2 separate regions of the Mus musculus genome follow, and region 2 is linked to region 1. Evidence: chromatin contacts called from public Hi-C data. All regions are on one chromosome and are shown on one strand. The core of a region is the stretch at or near the end of the contact, and the rest is flanking DNA. Distances in the headings are between cores, read along the strand shown.

Region 1 (2,856 bases), core at 76-2,575:
ACCTAAAAAAAAGAAAAAGCCCCTAAGACCTTTGTTTTAGCTGCAAGACTCTTGTTTGAGGTTCAGAGGATGGCGAAGAAGCCAGTCATTGTGGAAGTTAACTATCTGTGCTACCTATCATGGTCCCTCTCCCTATCTGTTTGCCTATGAAGGAGTCTGTCTAAGTCCTAGACCCTCTTCCCATGTAAGTTTGCCACACATTCGAGGTTCAGGTCAGGGAGGTACTTTCATGGTTTTAATCTAATTAGTTCATTGCTACAAAGGGCAGTAGTTCAACTTACAATGGTGTAGTCAAGAAATGACTACAACTTTACATTTGGTGCTAGGCCTTCATCTCTTCCTAGTCAAATTTGCAAAGTTCTCAAGTGGCACCCCAGGAGAAGCCCTTGCCTCAGCAGTGGCCTTCTCAGGCTTATCAAGAAGTTGCAAGCCATGAACTTGGTAATGAAGGGAGCTGATTGGCTCTGTGACTACTAAATTGAAATTTCTTTATTGGCTGATCAACACTGTCAGCATACTTGAGTATGGAAATACACAACCCCTGCGCACCCTTCCCACCCATATACCCTAGTAGAATGACTCCTGAGATGCTGACATGGAAAGACATGTTTTTCACTGTGTTTGCATCATCATCCAGCCTCACACAGAATTCCAGCAGAAAGCACTGTGCGAGCCAAAAGGTGTCTTAGTTAGAATTGTACTGCTGTGAACAGACACCATGACCAAGGCAACTCTTGGACAACATTTAATTGGAGCTGGTTTACGGGTTCAGAGACTCAGTCCATTATCATCAAGGCAGGAGCATGGCAGCATCCAGGCAGGCATGGTTCCGGAGAAGCTGTGAGTTCTAAGTCTTCATCTGGAGGCAGCTGGAAGAAGATTGGCTTCCAAGCAGCTAGAAGGAGGGTCTTAAAGCACCCCCTACAAACAGACAATGATGTCCTTTGTCCAACAAGGTCACACCTATTCTAACAAGGCCACACGCTGTGCCAAGCACATTCAGTCCACCACACAAGGCAATCTTAAACTGTCCTGGCAAGTTGGATCCTATCTCCTTCCATTCTCTAATACAAAATGGCAGGGGGAAACCAAGGCCAGCTGTAGCTTGACCTTGCCTACCCTAAGCTGGGCTCTCAGCTCTAAACTCAGAATATGTACATGACACAGAAAGTACAACCCTGCTTCTCTTCTCTGGTTAACATCCATTTCCAGATGCTCTTGTTGCCAGACCGTAAAGTCCAAAGTTCTCCACAGAGCACTTTAGAGCCTTTGACATATTCAGCTGGGCACAGCCAAGATGAACTGAATTTCACTGTGGCTCATTGGAGCTCCTTGGCACCAAGCAGCAGACTCTAATCCACATAACCGTGTCTTCTCGTCATCACTAGCGGTGATGATCCAGCCAGATTCAGTTCTTTGGCAGCAAAGAGGCAGTTACGTAGCAGGCCAGAGCGTGAGTGGTGGCACAGGATCCTGTCCTCTACCGCCAGGAGGCTCTTCAGAGGGTGATTTGGCTGGGTTTCCCTTGGGTTGGTTGGTTTCATTTCTGAGACAGACTTTCACACTATGGCTTAAACTGGCCTTAAACTCAACATTCTTCCAGCCGTTGCTTCCCATGTGCTGGGTTAGTAGGCATGAACCCCACGCCTGGCCTTAGTTAGGTTATTATTGAGGGATTTGCTTAACAGGCTTTCTTCCAGGTGGCCATTGTTTGGACATAGCTATTGTTTTGTTTTCTGAGCAACAGAAGATATTTCTAGAAAATTCCAGACATACTTTCTGAGGTCCATATTGTAAGATCCTTGAACTTTTGTCAATATTCTTATATACCTTTGTAGCGTATAGCTTTTGCTCCAGGAACAGGCTGTGCTACCAGCCCCCCTCAGATCTGTGGATGTAAAACACAGACACATACATTGCTCAATTTCAACCTACATTCTTGGCTCAATTGCTGGGCACTACTAATTTTCCGCAGCTAATGTACCCTTCCTAATACCTTAGCTCAGCACTCTAAATCTACTCTCAACTTTAATTACTCAGTTACCTTTAGTCCCAGTTCAACACCCTAACCTCCCACCTGGAAAAGTGGCCTATGGCCACTTGCCCAAGATCTTATATGGTTGGTTACCTTTTGTCCCTCTAAAGCATGGTGAAATTTTTCCTTCCTCCTCTTCATCTCCTCCCCTCCTTTCCAGGGACCCTGAAGTCCTGTCTCTTTCCTTCCACCCCACAATTGGCCCCTGGCATCTTTAGGGGTAGATCAAGAACCAATTGGGGAACAGAACCTTAGCATCGGACCCACCCCCTACATACTTTAAGTATGTAATGTTTTAAGATTAACATGGTTTTATTTAATTGGGCACAGACATGAAATTTCTGACACAAGAATTACTGCTAGTAGAAGGTGTGGCCAGGACTCAAGCCACCACTTCACACGTGTCCCTCATACTGCTTTCTTTTTTAAGAGTGCCAAAGCACATTAACTTCAAACGACACACATTGTAATGTGAGCAGAAATCCTTTCCCAAAAAAGGATGCAAAGTTCACTGACCCTTTGAACTTGCCTTTTTGGTTTTTTTGTTTGTTTGTTTGTTTGTTTGTTTTTGTTTTTTACTTATAAACCCAAATAAATACAAACTTGCTTTGCCATACACTAGCCTCTGGGGTTCCTACCTTCTCCAGACTGACCTTCTAATGGGCTAATACATACAAAAGACTTAGCTATAATGTGACAGTATTTAAAGGGGCATAAAACATGTTGAGAGTTCAGAGAAACAAGCTCACTTTGCCAAAGAAGTATTGATGCCCCTTGTCCTTGTACAAGGCTGCCAAAGGCATCCCAAAATAGTGTGAAAT
Region 2 (2,933 bases), core at 157-2,656, 220 kb before region 1:
TTTGTACAGAGAACCTCAAGAAAACAGTGGGAAAAAAAAAGCAAAAGCAGAATGACAAAGTTGCTGGTGTAGGCAAGAAATAAGTGGTCATCAGCCTTCCCTTTACCTTAAGCTGCTTTTAAAAGCATATATCATTTTAGATAGCTTAAATTACATAAACTTTAGTGTATATTAAAATATAACTCAATTATGTGATAACTGATCGGAAGTGGGTACTAGCACCATCATTGAAATGAGAGGAGAACTCTAAGTACTTCTTATACCTTACTGTTGGCTGGGCCCTGACATGGTACTTTTTAACCTAAGAATCCAGATTATCTTGGCCTCTCTTCTCAGTCTTGCTCCCTAAAGAGAGATATTCGCTATAAATTAGTTATATTAGTTTGAACTTAAGATAGTGCCAAGGGATGTTATTATCATGCCTAACTGAGCTTTAGAGAGTCACAAGCCAACTCTCTATGTAAGAACACACACACGCACACACACACACACACACACACACACACACACACACACACACACACTCCAAATTACTATGCCTTCAGTGAGAATGCAGAAGCAATATTCAAAGAATTTAAAACTCTTGCTTTCTGTAAGAAGTGGGATCTGTCATTACTCTTCCCATTATGTGGATGGGTAAACAAAGGCCTTAAGAAGAAAGGTAGCTTGCTCAAGGCAGAGTGGATAATTAGCTAAATCTTTCAGGGTGTTCTCTCATGACCTCTACATTATGTTTCCTACAACTCTTAGGTTTCCTTACTCACAATTACCTGCATGCGCATTCTATATTAAAAAACAGCTCCCTTTGATAGCAGTTGTGAGCAAGCATGTCTGAGTGGCCATTTCCTCTTTCCTGGTTAATAGCCATTTGGATTTGGCACTGTGGTGTCTTGTAATTCTCAGTGTGAGCACGTATGCTGCCTCAGCCTTTACTTAACCTTCAGGATATTATCAGACTTAATCCTCCTGATAAGCCCATGGAGTAGGTAAGTGTTATTACCCTCATTTTATAGATAAACCATGGCAGTGCTGAAAGGTTAGGCAATCCACTCAGGCCATAGGGCAGGTAAACCATGTGGTGAGGGAGGCAGTCCTGATTGGTTATATTCCAAAGCTCAGGCAAGCCCTTTGTCACCTCCTAGATAATCTCCCATGGCAACCTCTGTGCTGATTTGAAATGTCTCATCACCCATCATTCAAGTATTTCTTTGAAATACTTCAAGATTCGGGGATCACATAGAATGTCTTAAACTCACCATCTAAGAAAGCTGAGAGGCTTATAAAGGAATTATTTTATGATTTAAGATAGACTCTTTGTAGAAATTGAAATGTTGTGTCCAAGTCACTGAAAATCAATTAAAAAGGAAGGTAAACATCTCTGGGGCTCCAAAATAAATCTAGGCTTTTTTTCTGGTGCTCTGCCTCTTGCCAAAATCCTCTTTTCTATGTCTCTACTCTCTGTTCTCATTACCCTCTAGTTCTCTTCCTCAGCACTTTTATGCCGATGCTTAAAAGTTTGATTCACAAGTTATGACAGACTGATACTAATGCAAAGTATCATATCCCAAATATTTATAATTTGGAGGAATCAAAACTTAAGGGATAAAATATCAAGGATGTAGCTTTAGGCTTGAGGTGAGGAAATTCTCAGGGTACCTTCCTGAGCTCTGGTCTCAGCCATGGACCAACCCAACAGTTAGCAAGTCAGATGACCCAGCCTTCATACCAAGGGCATTGATAATGCCCATCTCTCTGTGCAGAGCTCACTGCCTTGTTACCATGCCTTGGGAGTTAGATGAATATGGATGTGGTGCTGACAGAGGGATTGGTGGCAGCCAGTGAGTAAGATGGCTTCTGCTCTTGGCCCGTTGAGGTGACTGTGTGGGTGGTCTTGCGTGCCTTAGTTTCTCCATCTGTTTTAGTGGAAAGGATCATAACATTCTTGGAGATCACAGAATGGAATGTGCTGTGTAAACACCAGGCAGTGTTGTTACAATAAATAGCAAATTAGTGACTCCAGCTTCAGTTTCCTGCACTTGATGACTTGTGTGTGGATCTCCCAGAGATTCAGAAATTGTCTCTGGGAAAACAACAACAACAACAACAACAACAACAACAACAACAACAACATATTTTCTAACAGAAACAGAATTTTAGGATTTGAGTTGCTATCTGCTGAAATGTATACCCCTGCCTCTCTGAGGAGAGCTGACATGGTGTCCATGGATGGAGCTGATGTTCTCCGACTTAGCTCTTTAGCATCTGTCCCAATGGCTCCAAATTTTCTTACCTCTTGTTCTCTTATTTTAATTTTTATAAATAGCTATTTCCTAAGTGAAAGCATTCCCTTGAAATCTATCACAATGTTGTTAGGGAAGAGTGGAAAATAAGGATGTTTTACTAGTGTGGCTGCCGGATGAGAACAGGGAGACAGGTTTGGAGGGCCTTGCTTTTCAGTGTGGAGAGCAGAACTCTCTTGTTCTAGGCATTTCTGTTTCAAGAGAGACATTTCCATTTAGTGGTCCACCATACATTCAGGAATGGACAATTCTGTCTGCCCCTTCCATCAGAGCATTGCCTTACAAAACAAAATAAGGATCTGCGACTTCAAGCCCCAGTGCTCCCGTTTAAGACCTGCCTTGCTTTGTGTGCTATCTCTCCTTGGGAATAGTAACATCTAGTCTATATAACTGGGATGCTGTCAAGCTGCTAGATGATATTACAACTATTTTATAAATGTGTAAAGATTAGGCAAAAACTAATGCCTTAGTAATATTGAGATTCATGATCCAAAATATGGAAAATGGTTTAGCTTAAAACTGGTGACTGGTGGGAAGCTGACCCTGTAAAAGAGGCCTGGGATGAACACAGCCTTTGACCTACTCCTTGCAGCATTTGGGACCTGACCTCATGCAGCTCCTGACCCAGTTGGA

Evidence for each region. A called contact is a pair of places that touch in the nucleus more often than the background predicts.
Region 2: a Hi-C map of liver shows a contact between it and region 1, with 2.7 times the contacts expected there. A contact is called at or near these places in 6 of 484 Hi-C or Micro-C datasets (the HL-1 cell line, the HPC-7 cell line, liver and 1 more).

The regions. Positions count from the first base shown.
Region 1 is chr19:17,553,875-17,556,730 of GRCm38.p6, reverse strand. The region is part of intron 20 of Pcsk5 (proprotein convertase subtilisin/kexin type 5); the gene reads left to right. Gm41813 (a long non-coding RNA gene) reads right to left here. Exons shown (of 3, transcript XR_877744.2): 3 at 1,841-1,888. Among named protein-coding and RNA genes, the nearest start is that of Gm41812, 19 kb to the left of the region's middle.
Region 2 is chr19:17,774,269-17,777,201 of GRCm38.p6, reverse strand. The region is part of intron 2 of Pcsk5 (proprotein convertase subtilisin/kexin type 5); the gene reads left to right. Among named protein-coding and RNA genes, the nearest start is that of Pcsk5, 62 kb to the left of the region's middle.